3 separate regions of the Mus musculus genome follow, and all the other regions are linked to region 3. The links are chromatin contacts, called in public Hi-C maps. All regions are on one chromosome and are shown on one strand. The core of a region is the stretch at or near the end of the contact, and the rest is flanking DNA. Distances in the headings are between cores, read along the strand shown.

Region 1 (3,496 bases), core at 694-3,193, 450 kb after region 3:
GCAGCTGATCAGGGCTGGTAGCACATGGTCCCTCCCACACTCAGCCCTGTATCAGCTCCCTGACATGCATAGTAGCTTCCCGGTCTCTAGTGATGCCCCACTATTGCCAACTGCCCTTGGGCTGCCCAGAGGCCTGGCTCTGCTCCAGCACGTCCCTCCAACCCCACCTCCCCAGTTCTGGGAGAAACCTGTAGCTAAGGTTCCCCATGCTGTGGGCCCTGTTCTTTGTTCTTTAAAATTCACTCCATCCCACTGGTGGTCCCCCCCTCCTCCAGCCAGGCCTCAGAAAGGGGCGGGAGAGGCTGCTGCAGGCGTTACTGGAAACCCAGACAGGGCAAAGAAGTTGCAAGGCAGAGGCCCCCTGCCAGGGGCCTCTCATTGTTTATGCTCCCCAGATCTCGGGTCCAGATGGTTGCTGGGGGTAAGGATGAAAAGTATCCCAACCGCTCCAGCGAGAATGGACAAGAGGTTTCAAAGTAAAGACACCCACAAGGAAGCTTTCCTCATTCAACGGCTCAACTACCTGGGCAAAGAATGGGAGCTGTCGGCCCAGGGAGAGACGTGGGAGCCGGTCAGATTGCAAGAGGTGAGACTGTTGGAGGGTGGGTGAAGGGGGGGGAGGGAGAAGTTCCCAGCCAAGAAGAAAAGAGAAAGCATTGTATTTCCTTTTCATTCTCCCCGGGAGAAAAAGAAAACTTCCGAAGCCCAGGCCGCAGTATTTCATTGGGCAAACACAAGGAACCTGGTTTGAGTTAACAGAGAGGGAGCGCCCCTCCCCCCGCAGGCACACACGCAAGTCCTACGGTCTGTTCCCAGGAAGCTCAACCGCCATCCACCCCGCCAGTCTAGGACACTCACCCACAGCAACCAGGGGTCCCCCAAAGGGGAAAGGCAGCTCCAGCAGACGACGCCACAGACACAGGAGGGCAGATTTGTTCCTCCGGCTGGGGGCGCTCCAGGAATGGGGAGGAGCCAGAGATCAGGATCGCAGCCTTCAACGTCCCAAGCCAGCGGTTAAATCATTAACCAACCGCTACCTACTCGCCCCTGAAAAAGCCTCGAGCCCCATGCTTCGGACGTACCGGGCGCGCGCGCAGGTCCCCCCGCGTAAAGCCTCGTCCCAGGTTTCTAAGGGACCGCCAGCTCGGCCCAGCCCCACCCTGCGCCTCTTGCGGCCTTGGCCTCCAAGTCTTCCAAGGGAGGCGGGCGGGGCGGGAGAAGGAAGGGCTCCGACGGGCGGGGAGTATTTGCTCTTTAGGCTATTGCCTTCCAGCCGGCTCTTGCCCTCCTTTCTCCCCGGCCGGGCGACACCGGGTGGCGCCTAAAGCAGTGTGTGTACACGGGAGAGCACGCGTACACCCCTCTACCACTACCGACGAACTCAGCGGTTATTCATGGAGAAGTCTGTGCGCACACGCCCCCCTCGGGGCGACCGCCGCCGATTGTTGTGTGCCTGCCCACGGCAACACACACCCCATTCCTGCGCGAGGGGGTGGACCTTTAAAACCTGCCCACTCACCCCACCCCGAACAGTCCCCGTGGCCAGATCGGGGCGTACTGGCGACGCTGAGCCCTGTTGTTACCCCCTCCTCCGCAAATGATTTTCTGGGACACGGTATGTGACTCTGGGTCTGGTCCCAGGCATGCCTACCCACGCTGGGCACAGAGGGGTGTGTTTGTGTGCGCGCGCGCCCTGCTCCTAGGTCCTCATCTTCCCCATCCCCGGGTCTTTCTACCTTCTCCACGTCACCAGGGGTCTCGAGCCTACCCAGGCCTCACGCGGCCACTGGGCCACAAACGGATGCTCGTCGCCTACCTCGGTCCCCAGCTCCCCGAGCGCGGACCAGGTGCGGCTGTACGCTCCCCTCGGTGTGCTTGGCGCCTCGGCAAGGCTGGCGACCCATGGCAGCGCCGGCGTTTGTTTCCTCTGGCTCCCGGGGCTCCGAGTGTGCTAGAAGCTAGGACACTCCCCTCCCAGGCTCCTCCCAGCCCTCCCTCCCATTTCCCTCCGCGCTGATGTCACTCCGTCGCAGCAGCCAATGACTGCCACGGAACTCAACTCGGCTGCTTGGCCTCCCAGGTTCAAATCTAAAAGCCTGAGACGCCCCCCACAAGCTCCTAGTAGGGTAGACAGAGCAGGTCTTGCTTTGAGGAGTCGCGCCCCACAGCCCCCAGTGCTCTGCCGCGGAACCGACGTGCGGTCCGCAGAAACAGGAGCACATCCCCTCCCCAGGAACCAAGGGGAAGCTCTCTCTTGGCTCTTCCAGTTTTGAACAATGGTAAGAAAACAACTCCCTCCAGGACGTTACCCACTTCTGGACCACGAGCAGGAGCTTGGGCTCCGTGGATTCCCTCTCCATCTGGAGGGCGGGAGAAGCAGGTCCGCCCGAGTCCAGACCCGGTCTGAGCAGTGGAGGAACTTTTCAGCAAGGTGACCTGGCTTTGATAGCTCTGTCTGGTGATCATGGGCTCTTAAGTACCCTCCCAGGGAACCTCCCGGAATTAAATCCCGCGTGCTTGGGTAGAGGAAGCCCCACCTATGAATGATCATTAAAAGCAATAAAAGCCAGGGGCGAAATAGTCAATAAAGAGGAAACGGAGCCAACCCAAAGTGAAAGTTCCCTAACTACTTAAAGGAAGTGGGGGTGGGGTGGTGTAGGCCTCAGCCTCCTTTTTCCCCAGAGTTGCCTCACGGTCCCTCAGCTCCTTCACTGTCCTCTGGAAACCCTGTCTCTCAGGATCCCACCCCATCCCCGACCTCTCCCCCATCTCCCCGTCTATCCATGAAAACTTCAAACTGTCCATATTGTGTGAAAATCAAACCTAAAAGGTCAGTGTCGCTGGGCAGTGGTGGTGCACGCCTTTAATCCCAGCACTCAGGAGGCAGAGGCAGGCAGATTTCTGAGTTCGAGGCCAGCCTGGTCTACAAAGTGAGTGCCAGGGCTATACAGAGAAACAACCCTGTCTCAAAAAACCAAAAAAAAAAAAAAAAAAAAAAAAAAAAGTTCAGTGTCTGGTCTAGGGGTCCAGTTCCGGCTGCGGAGCACGAGGCTGGTTCAATTCAAGCCCAGCACCACCACCAACCAAAAGAGATGTCAAAATTAGTGAAACTAAAACACGGGGTCCAAAGTAACTTGGGATGGGGATATCCCTGGGGTTCTGACCGTGATTGGGTTACCATGGGGAATTTATACCTCCTCCCCCTACTCTGACTGTCCTTGTATGGGTCCCTCACCTGGAGGTTGTCAAGATGAAAGAGAAATGTGGTTTAGAATAGACAACAGTGTCGGAGTCAGGTCTGTGGGTCAGAGGTAGCTGTAACAGGGCACTAGGGCAAACCAGTAGGAGAGAGTTGTGTTGCCTCTGGCTTTCAACTCTGCCCCTCACTGGCCCACAAGCCTTCCCATCTCTCAAATGGGTACAGCACCTGTTGACATTCCTTCTAGGCTCCACCCCATAGTTACCTGGCAACAGCCAGGTGTGCCAGACTCACTAT
Region 2 (3,546 bases), core at 466-2,965, 290 kb after region 3:
CAAACTCATTTCCTCAAAGGTAAAAACTTGAGAATTATATGGCAAGAAATAATTTAAAGTTCACAGTCGAGAATATGGCCTGCTCACAGTATGGCCAGAGAAGAATCTGGGAGCAGTGAGTTACTGGGAAGGGAAGAAGAAAAGATTGGAGCAAAGGGATGCTGGGATAGAGAACGCAAGTCCTGTGGCGGGCGAGAAACTATCCAGTGGTCAAAATTGGACTCTGCCATGAGTCAGGAAAATTCATGACGTCACAGGTGTCTATAGCACTGAGATTTACACACCAGGGTATTCAGAGAACTTTCTTCACCAAGGGACAGTCAAAACGCCCAACCGGGTGGCAAGTGCATCAAGTGCTTACTTCCAAAGCACGACGACCTGAGTCTGAATCACAAGAGGCCACATGAAGCCAGGCATCCTGGCCACATCTGCCGTCCCAGCATTCCTGTGGCAAGATGGCAGGCAGAGGAACTACAATCCAGGAGGATAACCTGAAGCCCTCGAGGGCCAGCTAATCTGAGGTACACAACTGTAAGCAATCAATCAAGAGAGCCTGTCTCAGACAAGGTGCAAGATTGAGGTTGACACCTAAGTTGTCCCCGACAATCCCCTCCGTGATAGGTAGAGACTGGAAGATCCCTGGCTCCAAGCTAGCCTCATTAATGAGCTTCAGGACAAGGAGATGTCCTGAAAGAAGATGGACAGTCCTCCTGGGAATAACAGCCAAAGTTATCCTCCGGCCTCCCCATGTGTACACACACACACACACCTACACACACATAACCACACAGCCCTCCCCCGGGTGACCAACCATCCAGATCTTCCCAGGGCCATTGAGTCAGTGCCCAGGCTGCTGGGTCGCAACAGTGAAGGAAAACTGAACACACAGCTACAGAGCTTCAAGAAGGGCTTCCCCGTTTTAGCCCTGAAAGGAACAATGCCAGTCCTAACCACGGGGCCTCAGGGGTCAGGTTTATGCCTTGCCTCTCAACCTGTGATGCTCACACACCCAGCATAGACGGGGGTCTATTAAAGATGCAGAGTGCCAGGCTTCTGAGTGGATGACCCTGGGCCCAAACCTCAGCCAGCTCCCCAGGACATGCACGAAGGATACCGAACCACTACATGGGAGTTGTCCCTCACTCTATCTATGGCTCCAGGCATGCACTATTTCTTCTTGTGTTTACACCAAGGGGAACCTTCCAAATTCAGTGCTGGGTGAAAGACAGCATTTTGTATACAATTAGGGCCTTGCCCTGTAAGAGGCTGCACCAGACACCAACCAAATCCTTGGTCCATTTTCTTGTCTCTGTGTTTCAGGAAAGGGTGGGGCAACCGGATCATCTGGACCTCAGAGGCTGCTTTGTTTGGCTACAGCTTCCCAAACACAGCGCAGAGGAGTACCCAAGCCAGACAGGGCACACACAATAGCCTGCTTAGCAGAAACTCGGATGTAACAGCTAAGGCAGTCTCCCATGGGACCAGAGAGGGCCCCAGTTAAGGACCACAAGTCCGGACAAAGGAGAGAGGTGCTTACAGGAGTGAGTGTGAGCCTCCTGCCAGCTAACGGGTTCATTAGAGTCTTGAAAAAGAGGCCAGGTTGAACCCTGCAGGCTCCTGAAGAGAATCAGCTGGGTGACCAAAGGCTATCCCATGTCTAAGAGGAAGCCTTCTGTTGGTGACAGTAATGAAGACAAGCAGCCTCCAGCTGCTGGGAGCTCGTGCCATCTGCCCCTCCACCCACAACTGCTCTCTATTATTTAACCCACAGAAGGCAATAAGAAGCCTTTTGCCTTTCATTCCCGGACCATTCTGAGTCACATCAGCCGCTTTCTGATGGCGTTGTCTAAAAGGGGGTGGGGAAGTGATTGTTGTTGATAGCCACAGTGATCCATCTGCATCCTCCCCAGCTATCTAACAGAAGGCAGCTGAGAAGCCATCCCAGGCTGGGGCACTCACAGCTCTGCCCCCACTGCAGAGGAGTGCTGTTTACTATTTGTGTCACAGCGTGATGTTTGGGGACTGCCAAAAGCCCCCCATAACTGCCTCCAGACCAGCGGGGGCAGGGGCCTTACCCACCCTTACTGCTTGGGAGGAAGGCAAGCCTGTATATATTTTGCCAATTATAAAATGTGTTCTTGTGGGGCATGGTGGCGCACGCCTTTAATCCCAGCACTCGAGAGGCAGAGGCAGGAGGATTTCTGAGTTCGAGGCCAGCCTGGTCTACAAAGTAAGTTCCAGGACAGCCAGGGCTATACAGAAACCCTGTCTCAAAAAACAAAAACAAAACAAAACAAAACAAAAAATGTGTTCTTGACCTCCTCCCAGCACAATTTAGCATCTTGGAAAAGCTGGATTGGGGGACTGTAGCTTACCCAGCATGCACTAGGCCCTAGGTTTCATCCTCTGTATAGTATGAACTGGGTGTGGCAGTACACACCTGTAATCCCCCGCCTCCTGAGGGAAGGAGTTTAAACTTGTCCATGGATACAGAATAAGTTTGAGTCCTGCCTGGAATACATGTGACCTTGTCTCAAACACACACATACACTCACACACCAAAAACCTGTGCACACCACAGCACATGACAGAGGACAACTTGGTGGTAGAAGTTGGTGCTCTCCATCCATTTTGTAAACCCAGGGAATCGAACTCAGGTTGTCAGGTTTAACAGCAAGCCCCTTTATTCGCCAAGCCATCTCACCACCCCTGCACACACATTTTCTTTTGAGATGGAGTTCCAAAGTACCAATGTACCCAGGCTAATTTTAAACTCTCCTCATGACCCCAACTGGCCAGGAACACATGACTCCCCTACCTCAGTTTCCAGATACACACCACCAAGCCTGACTTGAATGTATGTCTTAAACCTACCAGTCTGGATTAGCATCAGTAGGGCCCCAGGCAAATACTGTGAAAAAAATAAAAATAAAAAGCTACCTTGAGTTTGAGCGATTTGAAAAAGGTAAAGTATCATACTCAAATGACAAGGATATCAAATAATCCCTCTTCCGGTTTATCCCATTATCCCATTATTTTTCTGTGTATGTAAGGATCCTATTCCTATGTTTGCATATATAAATTATATATATAATTTCCTTTATGGATATGATGTGATCAAACTAAGCCTAAAAGAGTTCTGAATTTTCTTCTGGTTTCTGTATGTATAAGTGTGCATGATGTCTGTGTGCTGTGTCTGTGTGTGTGTGTCTGTGTGTGTGCATGCACGTGTGTGCGCACACATGCATGGGTGCACATGTGCACATGTGTAGGTCAGAGGCCAACACCAGCTGTCTTCCTCTATCGCTTTCAAAGCTTTTGAGGCAGGATCTCTCACAGGACCCGCAGCTCACTGACTGACCGTGGCTGCCTAGCCAGTGAGTTCCAGGGGGCCTCTTGACCCCCGGGGTTAACAGGTGTACACTATGAGACTTGGCTTTTTTTTTTTTACCTGGATTATGAAGAATGGAATTTGGCCCTTGTTCTAAAAGAAGGAATAATTTTGGGGTGAAGCCATCTCCCAGGCCCTAAAAGAGTTCTTTTAGT
Region 3 (3,728 bases), core at 114-2,613:
CAATGCCAGTGGCCTGGAAGGGAAAACTGTGGGAAGAGGATTGTGGGTGGACCACTCTAGATCTCCCTAGAGGACAGCTACATGGGAGAAAGGCTGGCTCGCTTAGGTGAAACGGAGGACAAGATCTTTGGGTGCAGATAAAGGCCTGCAGCAGGGGAGTCGAGTGAAGGGCTGTGGTGAGGAGAGGGGCCGGCAGGGTAAAAGGCATCGCACTTTTGCCTGCACACCCTCTTGCTAACTCACCAGCTATACCTCAGCCTAGAGAAGGTTTCCAGAGAGGCTAAGACAGAGGGCAGGGGGAGCTCCACAGCAACAACCCGGGGACAGGGAGGGTCTCCCTGGAATGTCCCTAAAAGGCAGGTGAACTTGGTGCCCATAGAGGCAAGCACGCACTCTGTGGATTCTTGCTGGGAGCAGCTATCACAGGCTGCTCCTCAGAAGCTCGGTGAGACAGGAAAACAAAGCCATCGCTACTCCACGAGTGTGTTCTGACCCCCACATCCCATGATTGGTCATATAGCAACGCCTGTGTTTTATAGCTCGAAAGATGTATGTCGTTTATGGTCTCTACTCTTTGATCTGCTATCAGATGCAGACTTGGAACAGGCACAGACTTGGTCTGAAAGTGGTGGTTAACCCAGCAGACATCCTTGATTAAGTGTCTGAACACTGGGCACCAGCAGCCGGCCGGGGCATGCAGCACGAAGTGCAGGGAACCAGGGGAGGCCCGTTTGTGGGTTGTCCGATCTGCAGCCAGCACTGCCCGTTCTGCACAGCCCTGCAGCCGGACACCGGTCGGAGCCATCGGTCCAGGCTATAAACACCCCCTCGCCAAAGCTGGAAACGGGGTGCAAAGCACAACGTCTAAGCATAAGATTGCTTCACTCGCTCTCCCTTCTGGTTCGAGTTATGTGTACCTTGAAGTGAGGGCTGAGAGGTGTGGTCTCCTCTTAATGATACTTCTGAAAAGGAAAACCACTTTAATCATCCGACTCCCCAAGGACATACGGGCTTCGGCATTTCTTTGTGGTTGGAGCCAAAAGAAACCACGGAGGGACCAGATCAGAAAGCAACACTAAGCTAAGACGTGTTTCCCTTGGCCCACAGACTGCTCATGCCTGGCTGACTCTTCCTTACTCAGAGGACAGGTTTTGGGTTTGGTTTTTTTTTTTTTTTTAAGACAGTGTCTCTCTCATGTGTCTTAGGCTAGCTTCAAACTCACTATACAGCTGAGGACAGCACTAAATTCACCTTCTCTCTTCTTAAGTGCTGGGATTTACAGATGCGGCCCACCATGCCTGCTTTACTCCATGCTGGTGATTAATCCCGGGACCCTGTGCATGCTAGACACACAGTCTATCAACTGAGCTGTATCCTTGGCCAATCTTCCCTCCCCCCTTTTGAGACCTAATTTGGCGAGGTACCTAGCTCATCTGATAATTTACATGTGATGTGACCCACCTGATCTTGAACTTATATAAATCCTCCTACCTCAGTTTCCCAAAGGATGGGATTATAGGTCTATGCCACCACATGCCCCCTGGGCGCTGATTTTTGATCCCTGCCACTGATCCAGTAGGACACTGAGGTGCAGTAGCAGCCTGTAGACACCTGGTGGCAGTAGTGACACACCAGTTCTAGGCTGGCTGCTTTCTGCCTATGTCTCTTGTCTTAACTGAACTGCTGAGAGGAATGAGAGTGCCTTTTTGATAATATTTACCTCTCTCTTCTCTGTTGGTGGTGGTGGTTAACATTGCTGGAGAGAGGTGAGACTCCCTCCCTCTGAGATGCATTGCAAATAGTACCCATGAGGTCACGGAGAGACAGTGAGGGCTCAGCAGTGAACTTGGGTAAAAGCTATGGGCTGTGTCCACTATGTCTAAGTCCATGAACTTTATGTAAAAAGTCAGAGAGTATTTTCAGCCTTTAGAAGTCTACGTCAACTCTTCACTCAGTCATTGTAGCCAAGGAGCCAGAGACAGCATGTGAAAAGATTGGCGAACGTGTGTCTCAAGAAAACCTCCATTTATAGAAATTAGTGCAGGGCCAGACTTGGTTAGCTGTGTCTATATTCACATTCCCCCGGACTATAGCGAGCGCACTGGAAGCCAGAATCAAGTAAAAGCTGGATTGAGGGACGTGAGGTGGCTCAGTAGGTGCTTGAGGTCAAGCCCGGTAACCCGAAATTGACCCCAGGACTCCTGCACCCCCAGCACCCCACCCACACACACATAACAAATCTATCTTCAGTGGCATCTGGCATCTGGATCCGCAACACATCTGGATCCGCAACACAGAACTCTGTGGAACATCAGTTGCTTCCTGGAGTGGGTGGCTGGGAACTGCCAGCATCCTCAGAGAGGGGCAGACCTTTTGCAATCTCTGTTGTAGGGTAGCTGTCTGCCTGTGCGGAATAGTCTCTCTCTCTCTCTCTCTCACACACACACACACACACACACACACACACACACACACACACACACACTCATAGCAGCTCCTCCCTCTTTCTTCCATCACTGTCACGTGAATCACCTGTGGCTCCCTGCCACCTGATCTTCAACTGTTCTCCTAAACTAAGAACACTCGTGGTCTGCATTCATCTCTCTGAGATTTCCTTTTTCTTCTCTCCAGCAGGGCTCCGTCCTTTCCTCCTCTCCTCAGGGTTACTGAAGTTCGTACTCGAGGTCAGCAAACACTTTGCTCTGTGGTGGAATCCGTCCCACGGCTCCAGCGTCCCCTTCCCACCTTCCCAAGCCATCCCAGTTTAGCCAGGTGGCTTTGTCCAGCACCTCTGGAGCCCTGTCCTGAGTCTGCACCAGGCTGGGTGGAGACAGGCCACTGTGTGGAGGATGTGCTTTCTCTTCAACCTGCCTCCCAGGAACCCTTTCAGCTTCCCTCCTGAGCACTAGGGGAGTCTGTCTTGATAGCCACTGTCCATCCGCCTTGAGAACACATTGGGGGCTTCCTGGGTATTCAGCACCGCCATCCGTACCGCCATCCGCACCACCATCAGCACCGCCATCCCCGGCTGACTGCCCTTATGCTTGGCTGACCTTTACAGGCCAAATGTAAAAAGTCCGCCCTGTTCTGAGTTTTCTTAGATGGTCTGGTTTCCATCGCTCCCCTGTAGCCTAGATTATGCTGATTTTAATGCTGCTTCTGGCTTAAATGCCCACTCACAAATTATGTTGTCTGCTGCTTCTGTTAATGATGATCGACCGCATCACGCTGAAGTCTGAGCATGCGGCCTGGATGATAATGGCCTGGACGATAATGAGTCTGTGGCACGGCATCAATCAAGCATGTGTGCTTCAAAAGGACATGGCTCCGGGGCTGGAAAGAGGGCTGGGGCGGGGGAGGGGCACTCGGGTGGGACAATCATTGAAGATGGAGGTTTGAGGCCTCAGAGCACACATACAGCCAGACATAGTAGCACACTCCTAATCCCAGCATGACTTTGGCGGGATGGGAGATGGAGATGGCACAATCCTGGAAGTGTGTGGGCAGGCTAGCCCAGTGTATGCAGTGACAAAGACAAATAAGACTGTCTCAAAATGGAAAGGTGGGGCTGTTTAACGGTTTCCTTGGAGACTGAAATATTCCTACCTGGCAAGGAAGCACCTGAAACAGGAAGGTACACAACTCAAAATAGCTGCAGGAAGTCCCTGAAACTGACCAGATTCACTAGGCCCCTCCCTGACAGCATAAGTAAGAAAAGCTCAGCTTCC

Evidence for each region. A called contact is a pair of places that touch in the nucleus more often than the background predicts.
Region 1: a contact with region 3 is called in a Hi-C map of the N1E-115 cell line, with 8 times the contacts expected there. The contact joins the promoter of Cdc42ep4 here to the enhancer-like site in region 3. A contact is called at or near these places in 1 of 39 promoter capture datasets (frontonasal cranial neural crest), 1 of 484 Hi-C or Micro-C datasets (the N1E-115 cell line) and 7 of 115 datasets of contacts at active chromatin or transcription factors (craniofacial prominence, embryonic basal ganglia, embryonic forebrain and 4 more).
Region 2: a Hi-C map of the N1E-115 cell line shows a contact between it and region 3, with 4 times the contacts expected there. The contact joins two enhancer-like sites. A contact is called at or near these places in 2 of 15 datasets of contacts at CTCF or cohesin (both in the NIH/3T3 cell line), 4 of 484 Hi-C or Micro-C datasets (the G1E-ER4 cell line, the N1E-115 cell line, bone marrow-derived macrophages and 1 more) and 4 of 115 datasets of contacts at active chromatin or transcription factors (differentiating embryonic stem cells and embryonic stem cells).

The regions. Positions count from the first base shown.
Region 1 is chr11:113,749,872-113,753,367 of GRCm38.p6, forward strand. It overlaps Cdc42ep4 (CDC42 effector protein (Rho GTPase binding) 4), which reads right to left and starts at 1,944. Exons shown (of 2, transcript NM_001163346.1): 1 at 1,817-1,944.
Region 2 is chr11:113,582,591-113,586,136 of GRCm38.p6, forward strand. It overlaps a transcript of Slc39a11 not described here. Among named protein-coding and RNA genes, the nearest start is that of Slc39a11, 19 kb to the left of the region's middle. Within about 2 kb of position 1,716, at least 22 of the 459 cell types and tissues checked have an H3K27ac peak or open chromatin away from gene starts, as enhancers often do. A contact at or near this core is called in the N1E-115 cell line, where this site is marked.
Region 3 is chr11:113,296,373-113,300,100 of GRCm38.p6, forward strand. All of the region lies in intron 7 of Slc39a11 (solute carrier family 39 (metal ion transporter), member 11), which reads right to left. Among named protein-coding and RNA genes, the nearest start is that of Gm51927, 11 kb to the right of the region's middle. Within about 2 kb of position 1,364, at least 36 of the 459 cell types and tissues checked have an H3K27ac peak or open chromatin away from gene starts, as enhancers often do. A contact at or near this core is called in the N1E-115 cell line, where this site is marked.